2 separate regions of the Sus scrofa genome follow, and region 2 is linked to region 1. Evidence: chromatin contacts called from public HiChIP or PLAC-seq data. All regions are on one chromosome and are shown on one strand. Each heading gives the region's core, a stretch centred on a gene start, on an enhancer-like site or on the middle of the called end of the contact. The rest is flanking DNA. Distances are from core to core; before and after follow the strand shown.

The links. HiChIP or PLAC-seq counts read pairs in DNA pulled down with a chosen protein or histone mark.
Region 2: a contact with region 1 is called in an H3K27ac HiChIP or PLAC-seq map of skeletal muscle. The contact joins the enhancer-like site here to the promoter of MAP2K3 in region 1. A contact is called at or near these places in 1 of 5 promoter capture datasets (liver), 5 of 47 Hi-C or Micro-C datasets (embryonic fibroblasts, mesenteric adipose tissue, retroperitoneal adipose tissue and 2 more) and 2 of 2 datasets of contacts at active chromatin or transcription factors (alveolar macrophages and skeletal muscle).

Annotation. Positions count from the first base shown.
Region 1 is chr12:61,392,300-61,399,230 of Sscrofa11.1, forward strand. It overlaps MAP2K3 (dual specificity mitogen-activated protein kinase kinase 3), which reads left to right and starts at 4,038. Exons shown (of 12, transcript XM_021068056.1): 1 at 4,038-4,273. The coding sequence starts at 4,225.
Region 2 is chr12:61,487,250-61,494,566 of Sscrofa11.1, forward strand. The region is part of intron 1 of KCNJ12 (ATP-sensitive inward rectifier potassium channel 12); the gene reads left to right. Among named protein-coding and RNA genes, the nearest start is that of KCNJ12, 53 kb to the left of the region's middle. Within about 2 kb of position 1,647, at least 3 of the 83 cell types and tissues checked have an H3K27ac peak or open chromatin away from gene starts, as enhancers often do. A contact at or near this core is called in skeletal muscle, where this site is marked.

The DNA.
Region 1 (6,931 bases), core at 2,788-5,287:
CCACCTTTGCAAAGAAAGGCTCAGGGAGGAAAGCTGGGGTTGGGGAAAATGGCTGGGAAGCTATTCTCTTCGGGAGCCACAGCAGGGTGTGGAGCTTGGCCAGCCCTACCTGTTGGAAGGCCCCTGGCTTCACTGTGGAGGAACTGAGGGCAGAAAGAAAGCACAGAAGGGGAAGAGGAGTAGAGAAGTCACCGCAGCGCCCAGGGCGCCGCCGCGACCAGCTCTCGTCCAGCCGCCTGGCCAGAACTGGCCACCAGAGGGCACTGTGGACCCAGGCTGAGGAGGCCCTTGCGGTGCCGCGGCTGTGTGGGCGCATGCGCCTAGCTGTACCTGCGGCCTGTGTCTGGAATGGGCCTGAGCTTGTGCTCCGCTCACGGGTACCTGCTTGTGCATCCCCGCTGTGATCACGCGTTGTGTGCGTGTGTGTCTGGGGTGTGTGGACGGAGGTGTGAACTGGGCCCGTGGGAGAGTGTGAGTGAGCACGAGCAGGGGTGCATATAGGTGAGAGCAGGGCCCTCAGCTCGCCTTCCCCAGCCGCAGTTACTCCCCTCCCAGCCGCGCATCTCAAGGCCTCTGCACCCGCTGTTCCTTCCTCCCGCAATGTTCTTCCCCGACAGACTCACCACTGCTCCCTCACCCCCTCGGGGCTGTGCCTACACGTCACCTTCTAGTAAGGCTTGTCCCGACCTCCCTCTCTCTTTTTTTTTTTTTTTTGCTTTTTAGGGCCGTACCCCCAGCATATGGAGGTTCCAGGCTAGGGGTCCAATCGGAGCTACAGCTGCCGGCCTCCACCACAGCCACAGCAAGGCCAGATCCGAGCCGCATCTGCGATCTACACCACAGCTCAGGACAACGCCAGATCCTTAACCCACTGAGAAGGCCAGGGATTGAACCCGCAGTCTCACTGTTCCTAATCGGATTCACTTCCGCTGCGCGGCGGTGGGAGCTCCTCCTGCCCTCCCTCTGTAAGAGTACAGCCCCACTGCCTTCCCTGGTTTCTCCGTCGCACTTATCCTCTGGCCAGCTATAATTTAACTTGGGCATTTTGCTCGTGTGGTTCACCCACCGGACAATCCGTCATCTCCCCGAGGGCAGGGTGTTGCGTCTGTCTCTTCGACGTGGAGCCCTCAGTGCCAGGCACGCAGTCAGTGCGCAATAAATAGTTGTCGAAGGAATGACTGGCCGAGCTCCGGCCATCTCCCCCCGGCCCTCGGCACCCCAGGCCCCACCCACCTTGGCTCACACCACACCCTGCTGTGGCCACTCTCCTTTCTCTGTCTTCCAGAGGGTGTTTGGGATTCCAGGAGTCAGGGCAAGAGGCAGCCTGTTACAGTGACCCTGTCCAATGTCCCGCCTGGTTTCTGAGGGGTCATGGAAGCCCAGCCTCACTGGCTCCTTCGAGGCAGAGGGAGGCCAGCAGATGTGACTGCCGCCAGCAAGGAAGAGGGGAAGGAGCTCTGGGCGGTGCCCCTGCCCAGCATCAGCGTGCCTCTGCCTCCCACCGGGCCCTCACCCGTGGCCCCTCTCGCAGGTCCAGCCCTGTCTGGGGAGACTCTTGCCTTTCCGCCTGCTGAGCGCCTACGGGCCCTTAAAGGTCCAGTTTCAAAGTCACCTCTTCTGCGGAGCCTTCCTGACCTCACCCAGGTGGAGTCCGGCACCGGCCTGGGGCTTTTGCTCATGTGTCTATTTATAGCGCCCCACATGGAGTTTTGTGATTCTTGGGCTGTCAGGCTCCCTGACTAACCTCCTCCAACTGCAGGGCCTTGACTGAGTCGTAGGAGCAGCCCAGCACGGGACCGACCGGAGTTGCTTCCAGTGTCTGCGGCAGCGCTTCCGTCCTCCCTTTGTTCATGCCGCAAGTATTTATTAGGCACCTACTATGTGCTGGGCCCTGAGCGGTGCATCAGGAATTCCACAGGGGGAGTTCCCATCATGGCTCAGGGGTTAACCAGCCCGGCTAGCATCCGTGAGGATGCGGGTTTGATCCCTGGCCTCGCTCAGTGGGTTAAGGATCCGGTATTGCCATGAGCCGTGGTGTAGGTTGCAGATGCGGCTGGGATCCCGAGTTGCTGTGGCTCTGGCATAGGTGGGCAGCTACAGCTCCTGTTGAACCCCTAGCCTGGGAACCTCCATATGCTGCAGGAGCGGCCCTAAAAAGACCAAAAAAAAAAAAAAAAAAAAAAGAGAGAAGAAATCCACAGGGAGCCAGTTGGCAAGATTCCTGCCCAGGAGGGGCTGATGGTCTAGAGTGAGAGCCAGAGTAAAAGCAGGGTAAATAAGAAAGGCATTGGTGGCAGAGTGCTGTGCAGAGAATGAAAACTGATTTGGGGGTGGGGGGTGGCCAGAAAGGTCTTTTGAGGGAGTTCCTTTAAGAGGAGGCCTGCAGGATGAAAGCCCCGGGAATTATGGTGGGAGGTGGGGGAGAAAGAGGTTGTGGGCAGAGGGGACAGCAGCAGCCAGGCAGGGTGGGTAGTGGCATGTTCAAGGGGCAGCACTGAGACCCTTGCACATGGCACAGGCAGAGCAAAGCGGTGGGGGGTACCATGGGAGGAGCAGAAGTCCTAGCGGCCACTGGGGGCCTGAACCAAGAAAACCAGCAGGAGCAGGCCTGCAGTCCCAGGAAGAAGGTAGCTGCTGCCAGTGCCTGTTTCCCAGATGGATAAGCAGCAGGTCCTGAGGCCACATGACCCATTTGGGACAGAGTGCTCTGGGCAGCTCCAGACACCCAGGAGTGGTGAGCGCTTCCTGTAGGAGGTGTCCACAGTGTGTTTACAAACATCTCTTGGGCACCTAGTGAGTTCCAGGCCTGAAGCCAGGCACTTCCAAGGTGGCGGTCATGGACTAATTTCAGAGAGGCCTCGTTGTCCCCATGGGACAGGGCTGTAAGCAGCAGTGTTGGCATTTGAACCCGTAGCCTGAGGAGTCCATAGCTCATGCCTTTCTGCCCACTGCCGGGAAAGATGAGCCAGAGACACAGGAGGAAATAATGATAATTAGTAGGCCTCCCCTTATCTCATCTGACTGTGTGGGTGGGCCCCGAGGGTCACCTCTGTCTTAAAAGCAGGAAGGCTCCACGCCTTTCTAGCAGGTGGTGGAATCTGCTTCCCTCACGTGAGATGCCTGGCAGGTCACACGCTCATACCTGCCTGAAGCCAGGGGCTGACCCTGTGACCTTTGCCAGGCCGGCTATCCAAGTCCTGGTCCCAGTTTGCCAGCTTGGTCAGTGGCTCCTGAAATCCCAAGCTCCCACGTGGGAGCAGAAAGGGCACCGGCCCGACTGGACATTATACAGATGAGCAGACTGAGGCCTCGAGAGGAGGAGGGACGGAATCAAGGGCGTGGGAGAGAGCCAGGACTAGACCTTGGCTGAAATGCTTTGAGATGCCGTCTTACTCGCTAAGGCTGTTTCCGCACGTGTAGAACCGGGCGGGGGCAGGGGACACAGCCCTCAGAGCTACCGACGTTTGCTGACTTCTCCCCAGGTACCACCAAGCCGGCCTTTGTGTCCCCAGCCGTTGCTGAATACGGAATAAACATGCGCACGCCGGGCATTCAGTCAACAAACACCTCTTGCGTGTCGGTGGAAGCCAGGGTCTCTTCCCACCAGCAGCGCCGGGAGGCGGGGACGCGAAAACAGGCTCGGGTGGCCTGACTTGCCCAGGTCAGCCCCGCTATGAAGTAGTCGAATCGGGATCTGACCCCAGCTTCACCCCCGGGGCGCACTTCGAGCCCACCGGCGGCACCCGCCTTCCTGCTCCCCAGGGCCTCCGCCAGGCCGCCGGGGACACCCGGTCGCTGCGCACACTGCGGGGCTCGAGTCCGGGTGGGCGGGGCTTGCGCCTGGTCGGCGGGGGTGCGGAGCCTGACTGGTTTCCAGGTGGCAGGCGGGCTTGACAGGCGGTGGGAGGAGCCACATCCCCGGCCAACGGAGGGCGAGGCTTGAGCTTGACGGGCAGCCCCGGGCCCGCGTTTGATAGGCAGGGGCCGGGCCCCGGAGACCGGAGGACCAATGGGGGTGCGGGGCGGGGCTTGCGTCGGCGCCGTCCGGCCGGGGCCCCAGTCGCGCTGCCCAGTCTGGCCCCGCCGCCGCCTGCCGCGGTCGCGTCCTCGCCGCCGCCCTGGCCGCCGCCCGGGCCGCCCGCCCGCAGCCATGAGCGCGTTCCGCTCGGGCCCAGCCCGTCGCCCCCTGGACTAATCCCGCTGCCGCCCCGACCCGCCTGCACCATGGAGTCGCCCGCCGCGAGTCCTCCCGCCGGCGTGCCCCCGCCCAAAGGTAGGAGCGCCTGGACTGCAGACGCGAGTCTTGCGCGGTCCTCTGGCCCGGCCTCGAACCTCTCGCTCTTCGGTCCCGCGCCCATCCTGGGACCTCGACTGGGTCCCATTTTAGGCTTTGGGGCTGCACCCAGGCCCAAACTCAGGCGGGGGTCTGGTCCTGATCACCCCGCTCCGGGTCAGGAACGTCCATCTGACCTCCCGGTTTGGGCCTTAACTGCACCCTGGACAGGAACTCTCCCAATCCGGGTCCCTCAGCTGGACCGAGGTGGGAGTCACTCTGAGCCCGCGCCCAGCCCGCTTCCACTTCTGGATACCGGGGTTGCATCCAGGCTGGGATTTAACTGGCTCCACGTCTGGGCCCCAGCGGTGCCCCCTGCTGGGGATCTCCCGTGTGGGTGCCCTGGCTAGGCTCCAGCTCAGAACTCCCCGTCTCCCCCCCAACCCCCACCGCGCTCCATCCTCCTAGGCTCCACATTGTGCGCTCCCTGGCCTGCCTGCATCCCGCCCTGCAGCCCTGTCTCCCTGGGAACCTCCCTGAGCCTCCCACCTGGCTCTGCTGCACAGCCCCCTCTCATGGGCTCGCCTTGTCCCGAGTTGCAGCCTCCTCTGCACCAGGGAGCTCACCCTCTCCTGCGCATGTCTCCAGGGTTGATTGGTCCCAGGTCTGTCCCGCTGCCTGTGGGTCCTGGGCCACTGCCAGGCCGGGTGCTGGCTGTGCAATGGGCTTGCTCTTGTCTTCTCCAAGTAGCCGGCCTTCCTGGAAATTTTTGTGAGGTGGCGGCTGCGGCGGCCGGATTTGTCATGCAGAGGGGGAGGACGAGACTTGGAGGGCAAAAGGGGGATTTTTTTGGCAGGGAGAGGCAAGGATGTTTTGGCCTGTCGGAGTCTTGGCGGGCTGGGCTGCGTGAGACGTTTCCAAACCGGACACAGCCCTGATGAATGGGCTGCCCCCCCAGCCTGCTGCCTCATCCCAGCGGCAGGAGCGTCTCTGGGCCCCGGTGTCCTTATCACACCTGCTTCCGTGGACTGTGGACTCTGGGCATGAGACGGTGAACCCTGAAGAGTTTTAGGCCAGTGTGGGTGATGAGGCGAAGGGCTCGCGTGGTCACAGTTTTTCTAGCTGGAAAGGCCTCAGCCATGTGGGATCAAGGCTTTGCCTCTGTTTGGATTGTAGCTGCAGAGTGAGGGGGAGAAAGGCAACAGCTGGAGCTCAGCGGCCCGCATCAGGGGTTGTCCCTGCTTCTCTTTTTCTGGGTGTGTGTGTGTGGGGGGCAGGCAGCTGGAGGGCTTGTGGGGTCCTGGCGAGGGTGTGGGTCCTTGCCTGCCCCTGCTCCTGGCGGCTGCGGTGGCTGTGGGCCGGAGCCCAGCCGGCCGGGTGGGCAGGGTAATTACGTCTTACCTAAGTGGGAGGCCGGATCCCTGACCATTGCCCAACCGCTGTGAGTAACCCAGGAGGCACTCGAGGGGGAGATGGCTGGGGAGGGATGTGCCCTGTGCAGACCTCGTGGAGCTCAGGAACTGGGAAATCGGGCACTTCTCTTCCCCAGCTCCAGGTCGAGGCCTGGCCTGGCCAGGGCTGTGAGATCCGGGGCAGGTCCACGCATCACTCTGGGCCACAGTGTCTTTCAGGGGCAGAGAGAAGACGATGGAAGCCGTGTTTGTTTGTGACGGTCCTTCCAGGTGGGGAAACCCTCGTCGAAGTAAAAATTGCAGGTTGCATAGTTACGGAGGGAGAGGGCTCGTGTGTGTGAAGGGATAAAGCACTTTTGGCAGACGCGCGTGCTGTGTGACCTGAGCTGAGGTGCCGCCCTCTCTGAGCCTCTGCAGAGAGGGGACCAGGCTGGATTTTAGTGTGGGAGTCCAGGTAACAGATGCTGTTGGGTGGGTTGGATGGAGGGTCGGGCCTCCCCAAGGCCCAGGGACCTCGTCAGCCTCTTTGGGGTCCGGGGCGAAATGTAGTGGGGAAGCCACCGTGCCGCTCACCCAGGCCCCGAGAGCTCCCACACACCCGCGTTCCCATGAGCCAGGTGCTGCGCCATCAGTTGTCCACAGTGCTCTTCGCCGTCAGGGAAGCTGAGGCTCAGAGGCTCTCAGTGCCTTGCCCGAGGTCACACAGCTTTGGCAGTGGACCTAGTGTGTCTCTGCAGTGCTCCTCTGGGGGCGTGCCATTTCTGTGCCGGATGCTTGGGCTGAGCTGGTGGGGGACCCCCCCCCAATCACACCTCTGTCCAGAGGCATCTCCTCCAGCCCACGCCTGACCTGGAGGGTGGACGGAGCAGATGAGATGCTTCCCGCGTGCACAGCTCTGTACAGTTGGCATGTTTCATGCTCCCTGCAGTCTGACCCATTTGACAGGTGACAAAACTGAGGTCAGCCAGGAGGAGTGGCTGGACGGAGCCCTCCCCACCCTGGGCACAGGCCACAGTGTTGTCCTCCTTGTCACCTTCTCAAGGAATTTGGACCAGGCAGGGTGTGGTCAGCACTTGACCCTGGAGAGCGTCACCGCTGAGCTTCCTGCCCTGCCCTCTGTGCCACAGGCCTGGGGAGCTTCCTGGGAGAGGACGAGTCCCCAGGCCCCACAGCCCTGCAGTTTTCCCGGGGCCTCCTCGCCCACATGCCACCTTAGATCGGGGTCAGGGCAGGGGCATTTTGGGTT
Region 2 (7,317 bases), core at 397-2,896, 93 kb after region 1:
GGCAATGACTGTGCGAAGACCCTGTGTGAGGCACCAAGTCTTAAAGGCCCACCTCGCCCCCCTCCGAAGGCCTGTCGGTGCCCATTTGACCGCTGAGGACACTGAGGCCCCAAGAGGCAGCCAGAGCTCTAGCCAGCTGAGTTCCCGGGATCTCAGGAGAAGCCAGGGGTTGTGGCATGCCCCTGGGATTGGCAGGTGAGGGCCCCTTCTCTGTGAGGGTGATGGCTGGAGGTCAGCGCCAGGGGGACTTCACACCGTCCCCGTGCTGACGGCTGAGCCAGGCCAGCCAGCCCTCCACTTGGTGTCTGGATGGGGGCCGGGCAGAGAGCCAGGGTCACCTCCCCAGGTCAAGGCCCCCCACCTGGCTTAACTTCAGGTAGCAGGGGGGACAGGGTGCCCTGAGCCATTCTAACCCCCCGGGGCTGCTCCCGGATGCATGGGGGCATCAGCCAGGCCGTGGATTGGGGCACAGGATCAGGCAAGGTCATGGCCTGGCTTCCATTCGTGGCTGTGTGACCTCGGCAAGTCATGTTACCTCTCTGAGCCTCAGTTTCCTCTTCTGTAAAGCAGGGGTCGTAACAACGCCCACCTCAGAGGGCACCCTACAAGGGAGGTCAAATGCTGTGCAGTAAAGGCCCTGGCTTTGGAGCCACTTGCTGGCTTTAGCCCCCACTTCTGCGTCTGGCAGGCTGTGTGGCCTCGGGTAAGTCACCGTAGTTCTCTGAGCCTTTTTCCTCGTCTGTTGGATGTGGATAATAGCAGACTCTTCCTTCTAGGGCTTTCTCTGGACACGATGAGGCAGGCATGGCACAGCCTGTGCATGTGAGCAGAGGTCCTGCCACAGGCTCTGGAGCAAGGGCGCCTGGTGGCAGCATCCACCTCCCAGACCCTGGCGTGCGGGGGGGGGGGAGTTCGGCTCCTGGCTGCCGGGAGCGAGTGCCATGGTTCTGTCCCCATGCGCTGGGTCTGATGAAGCATAAATAGCCCGCAGTGTCTGTGAGCGAGGGTAGGGAAGCGTCTGTGACCGGGCCCTCCCTCCCCACCTGGCAGAGGCAGCAAGGCTGCTGAGCTGGCCGCGGGGATGAGAAGGAGCAGGAGCTCCTGAATAAGTCATCACACGATCTGGGCTAATGCACTGGCCATGAGGCAACGTGCAATTTGTGCCTTAATTGTCCAGACAGGGTGACTTCTGTGCCCCTGGTCCGCTAAGTGCCTGGTGTCTAGGGCGCCCTCTTCTGGGGCTTGGTGGATCTGCCGGGGGCCCACCTGGTCCCTACTTGCTGCCCTCCCAGATGGGCCCCCCCGACCCCGGGACTCTGATGGGATCCCACATCCGAGACACATCAGATCCCACATCAGAGACTGTCAGGGACTGTCAGCCCTCTGGGTCCTCGGACCTGGGTCCTGGCTCCAGCAGCCCTCGCCTGGGTTGGGGGCCGGCAGGCTGGGCTGGGGGGAGCTGTGCGTGGAGCCTGGGACTGAGCTCCCCCCTCCAGCCATAGAGCTCCATCTCCTCTTTGTACTCTGCGGTTTGATTTTCTTTTTTTCTTTTCTTGCTTTTGAACTGAGGCTGTCCCAGCTTAGCCAGATCCTGCCCTGTTACCAAGGTGACCAGACCATCTCCGCCGTGGCCACTGCCGGGGTTGGGCGAGAGACCTGGGTGCATGCACACGCATATGGCCTGAACATGCATGTGTGCTTGTGCTGTGCCTTGTACACACGTGTGCACACACAAGGCTCTAGCGTAGGCATATGCGTGTGCAAGAGCAGACAGGCGGAGACTCAGCCCAGGGTGTGCAGTCTCGGCGTGGTGTTTGCTTGAGGACACCGTCTCTGTCGCTTTGTGTGTGTTCCCTCGGAGGACGGGGTGCACAGCCAGCATGTGCTGCCCCCAGGCACGCGCCCTCTGTGTGTGAGCAGCGGGCTGTCCGCTTCATCCCTTGCGCCTGGTCTCTGCGTCAGCACACCGGGTCTGGCCACACAGCTGTGGGGTGAACATGTCCCGTGCCCGCCCGCTGTCCTTGGTGAACCCGCCTCCACCTGCTGCGGCGCCCACCTTCAGCACTGCCCGCCACTCTGGAGGCTCCTTTGCTCCCAGGAGGATAACCGGGTGAGCATCCTAGGCGCCCGCTCGGACTGCCGTCCCTCTGGCATCACCTCCAAAATAAGCCACCTGCTCCCAGATCCTTGACTCAGGATCCGTTTCTGGGGAAACAAGTGGAGCCAGGTCTGCGCACAGCCTGTGCTCCTAGAATGACGTGCACCCACTCCCCAGACTGTGCGCCTGTGCCGGACGTGTGCACACACCAGCGCCCTTGCTGGACCCTGACCTGGGCCCTTGGCCTAGACTAGCAGCTGCCCTAGGCAGGCAGTAGAACTGGGCCCCTTTTACAGATGTGGGGCCGGAGGCAAAGGTTAATCTTATGAACACGTGCCTTGGAGGTGGAGGCAGGGCCGTGAGAGTAGGCAGCAGCTGGACCCTGCGCAGGAGGAGGCCACGCCCCCACGCCCCCCTGCTGGCTGGCATGGAGATGAAGGTGGGGCCAGCCTCATCACCCATGCTGGCCACTAGGTGCACGTGACCTCTTCAGGATGCCAGCTTGAGGAGGGACAGCCCCAGGCACTGACCGGCACTGGATTCTCTCTCTCTCACCTGTTTCTTCCTCGTGGGGAGTGTCCTATAGGGTCGTTGAGAGGTGCACACAGGTGGTGCTAAATAAAAGCTTCAGGCGTACGAAGGCTTCCCCTGGGGGTCTCCGTGGCCATCCCTCCTGCTCTTGGGGCAGAGACCCGCTGCTCACTCCTTCTGCACCAGGAGCCCCCCCCCCCCGCCCCGCCCCCAGTCTACTTCCTCTTCCTGGACACAGGCCTAGGGAGGGCCAGTGCTCAAGGCCACGTAGCACCGGGCCCCTGCCCCACCAGTCGTGGGCTCTCAGCAGCCCCTACTTCCCCACAGCACCAGGCAACACGAGGGGGAGGCAGCCAGGGAAGGCTTCCTGTAGGAGGGGCCCTGAGCCTCTTGGAGAGATTGTGGTTTCTCCTGGAGATCTCAGGGCCAGACATGTGGTCAAGTCCTAGGTCTCTGTTCCGATGGCCCTGCAGCTGGATTCAGTTGATTCCGCTCCCAGCTCTGTGCAGGACTGGCTCTGTGGCCCCCGGCAGGGTGCTCACCCGCTCTGAGCCCTGGCCTGCTGCCACTGTGCAAAGGACCCGTAGCATGAACTGGCATAGCTGGTGCCACAGTGTCCATGTGGGTGCACGGCTCCAGCGGCTGGAGTTGGAAGAGCGTGTGAGGCTGCAGTGGGTCAGAAGGTCAGTCACCCTCCAGCTTCGTCCTCCCATCCCGAGCGTCCGTCTCCTCGGGCCATCAGGCCGAGGAGGACCTGTACCTCACCCAGGACGAGATGATGCTGAGAATTGCATCTGCTGAGGCAAGGGTGCTGCTGTCACTCTTCATGCGTTCTAGAAAAATCCTCGGGTTCGCGTTGGCGGCCTGGGCCCCGGGAGGGACTCCCTGTGACTTTGGGTTTGACCTGAGACGCTGTGGGTGGGTGCCAAGCTGCCTCCCACCCAGAGGTCATCTCACCTCTTGGCCACCCCTTCCTGCCGCGGGCCCTCTGCCTGGAGCCTGTGCGGGGGCCCTGGCGCCCGGCTCTCCGCCAGCCGGCCCGCACTTCCCCAGGCCGGGCAGCACCTGCTACAGCTGGATCCCTCCTCTTTTGTTCATTTGCTCCCGAAGGGTCTGTCTGTCATCCTACCTGATGCGAACACCAAGGGGCCGGCACCCCCCGTTCACACCGCACTTGGTGCTCGAGGGAGCTGCTTGTGGGTCAAACGAACAGGCAAAGAGCGAAGAGGCGGCGGGTTACCCCCACCTGCAGGCGAGGCCCCCCGTCTCCACCTGGCTGCCTGTAGACGCTTTCTGACACCCACTTGCTCAGGGTAATGCTTTCAAATGCAGGAGAAAACCCGCGTACAAGAGGAAACAGAGACATGAGCTTCTTGTGAAAATAGGATTTGAAAACGTGTGAGACAGTGATGAGCAGGCCGTTGTTGAAAAGCCCCTCAGAGGTCAAGACCCAGCAGAGGCTGTGGCCAGGGCCTCCCTGCCTCCACGCACCGCAGAGGGAGCCGTGTCCACTTTGCCGAGAAAAGGGGGTGTCCGCGTTTTCCCATGAGTGTTGAGTTCACGCTGCCTTGGGGCCCATCTCTGGGTCCCCAAGGAGGACCTCCTGGCATGTGCCACCTTGGGGCGGGGGGCACACAGCCTGCAGGGATGGGGTCAGCCTACTCACCTGGCCCAGCTCTGAGGGGACGCTGACGACAGCCATGCCCCCGTCCTGCAGGGGTCCCCTGCTGTGAGCAGTTCCCATGAGAGAAGGTGGGAGACCCCGCTCCCTGTAGCAAGGTGAGCAGGGACCAGAGGGGGAAGTGACAGGGCCGGGCCCAAGGCAGGTTGAGGCCGGAGTGGTCTTGGGATAGCCTGACGCCCCGCCTGCCATCTTGCAGTGCAGGCCCTCGAGGGCGCTCTCAGGTCACAGGGGCAAAATCATGAGGGGCCTTCTGAGGCCTGGTTCCTGTTGCCCTCAGCCTCCTCCCAGACCCTGGCCCCATGCTCAGGGCAGTCAGACCCAGGCCCCAGCCTCAAGGGAGAGATTTGGAGGGATAGGAGCAGAGGCATGGAATTGGGTATTGAAGGATGCATAGGAGTTTGAGGGAGCAGGAGGAAGAAAGGGCTGTGGGCAGAGGGTCTGGCATGTGGCAAGGCAGGAGGTGGGAGGCCTTTCCTCCAATGCCGTCTTTGTGGATTTTTACGGCCACTGGCAGGTGAGCAACAGGAGACTCCGGTGCTCCCCCAGCCTGACGGCCGCCACCTCACCCTGGGACCCTCTGGCCCAGCCTACCCGCCTCCCCCCCAACCCCGAACACTTGGAATGGAGCGACGTTCCAGCCTTTATCCTGGTGTTTCCACTTCCACGAACCCTGCCCCCCCGTTCTCTCCTCCACAGGTCTCAAGTCCAGTGGCAGCCCCCTCAGCGAGGCCTTTCCCGACCTCTGGAGTTACTCGGCTTCTCTCTCCCCAGCCTGTTTTTGGTCTGCCCTGCCTACCAGCGCGTGTCGGCTGGTGGCGGGCTCAGCAGGTGTCTGCCCCGTGCTGGCTGGCTGCTCAGTGCAGCTCTGGAGAGCAGGTGGGCTGAGGCCTTGGCCTCGCTCCTGGAGCTGAGCTATAAAGGGGCCCTTGGGTCCCCCAGAAGGCCCACCTATTGTCCCGACTCCTGAGCTCAGGCCACGCCAGGGTGAACCCGGCCCCTCGGAGGTCTGTCAGGCCGCCTAGAGCATTTTCTGATTCCAAAATAAAGCCAGATTTACGAAACGAGGAGGAAAAGGGAAGCTAAGAAAACCGCTATCCCCATGCCCTCAGCAGGTCCCTGGGGACGGAGGCCAGGGGCCCAGGCATCACCCTGGGCTCAGCCTGCTCCGAAGAAAGCAGACGGCCCCTCTGTCTGGACGCAGAGGGACAGAGGCAGGACACCGGGGGCTGGGCTCAGCCCTGCAGCTCCTGTCTCCTCCTCTGTCAGAGACCCTTGGCCGCTTCGAACACCCTCAGGTCCGACACCAGGCGCCCAGCAGAACCAGTTCAGGTCCGGGGGGCTTGGGCAGCAGCACCGGGGCCGGACATCTTGGGGGCTGCGTAGAGGAGGCGTCCTTTGAGCTTGAAAGATGCGTGGCTTTAGGGGCGGCAGAGCCGGGCATTGGAGGGCGAGGGGCTCTGAGGCGTGGGCAGTCCTGAGACGTGGCTCACTGGGGACCGCGTGGTCGCGTGACCACGTGACCTCAGCAGGGCGCCAGCCCCAGCGCGCGCCTCATCCGGACTGTCCTTCTCTCTCGCTGACACTTAAGGACCTTTTATGCATCGAGTAATCAATCCTTTTTATAACAGACACGTATCGTTGGCCCTTTATTTTGCTTATAACGGGGTTTGATAAACAACCTCCCCAGTGTTTTTACGTGGGCAGATTTTCCAGCCTTTTCCAGGTGGCTCCTTGTCACTGTGTCCGAGGCCTTTTCTCTCCTGTGCACATGCTGGGCACTTAGAAAACGTCTGAGACTCGAATTAAGTTGAAGCTTGAAAAACTACAGCTGGGGTTCCCGTTGTGGCGCAGTGGAAACAAATCTGTCTAGGAACCACGAGGTCGCGGGTTCGATCCCTGGCCTCGTCCAGTGGGTGAAGGATCCGGCATTGCCATGAGCTGTGGTGTAGGTTGCAGACGCGGCTCCGATCCCGAGTGGCTGTGGCTGTGGTGTAGGCCGACAGCTGTAGCTCTGATTCGACCCCCAGCCAGGGGACCTCCATAGGCTGCGGGCGTGGCCCTAAAAAGCAAAACAAAAAGCCCCAAACCTACAGCTGGAAGAAAACTAGCCACCATGTGCCTCCGCTCTCTGGATCCCTCCCTCGGAGTTCCTTCCCACCGTGTCCGACGCTCACCCCTTCCTGCTTGGAGGGGAGGGTCGGTCCCCGACCACTCCGTGACCCCTCTTCAGTGTGAGTCGGGGGCTCAGGGATGCGACAGTGGGAGTGGCTGGGGGACCAGGAAATTTCCAGCGCCACGTGTTAACTTGATGAAACCCGGCAGAGAGAGAACATCATTGGTCTCAGCTGACAGATGAGGAAATGGGCTCAGAGAGGTTATATGACTTGCCCAGGGTCACCCAGCAAGGGACAGAGGCAAGACTTGAACCCAAGCCATCTAGCCCTGAGTTTATATTCTCAAACTATTCCCCGCCCCGCCCCCCGCCGTTGGGGTCAAGTCCAAGCTCATTGAAATGACATCCAGGGCCTCTCAGAGCCTCAGTTCCCCCCACATCAGCGCAACCTGCACTCGTGGGCACTCAGGACGCCTCCGCCCTCCCTGTCGTTAGGGTGACAGGGTGCCTGCCTCTCTCTACCCCCTCAGCCCCCAGTCCTTAGGACCGGAGTGTTGGGGCTGGAAGGACAGCCCCCTGTGCGCAGCCAGGAATAGGGAGGCGGAGAGCTGGGTGAGCCGTTGCCAGGGCCAGGCGCGAGGGCAGAGCTCACTGTGCCGTGCTCGGGCTCGGGCTCGGGCTCGGGCTGGGTGCTGTCCATGAGACCCTTACCCTCGACGGTCAGACACCCCCTGGGCTCCACGGCTCTGACTGTGGCCCTGACGACCCTGCTTGTTGTGGCTGCTGGTCCCTTTGCTGTCTGCCTGCTCGGCAGGGCGACCCTTGCAGGCAGGGGCTTTCTCCACTCCATCCACACGTCCCTGGACCCAGCTGAGGCCAGCGTGGAGCAGG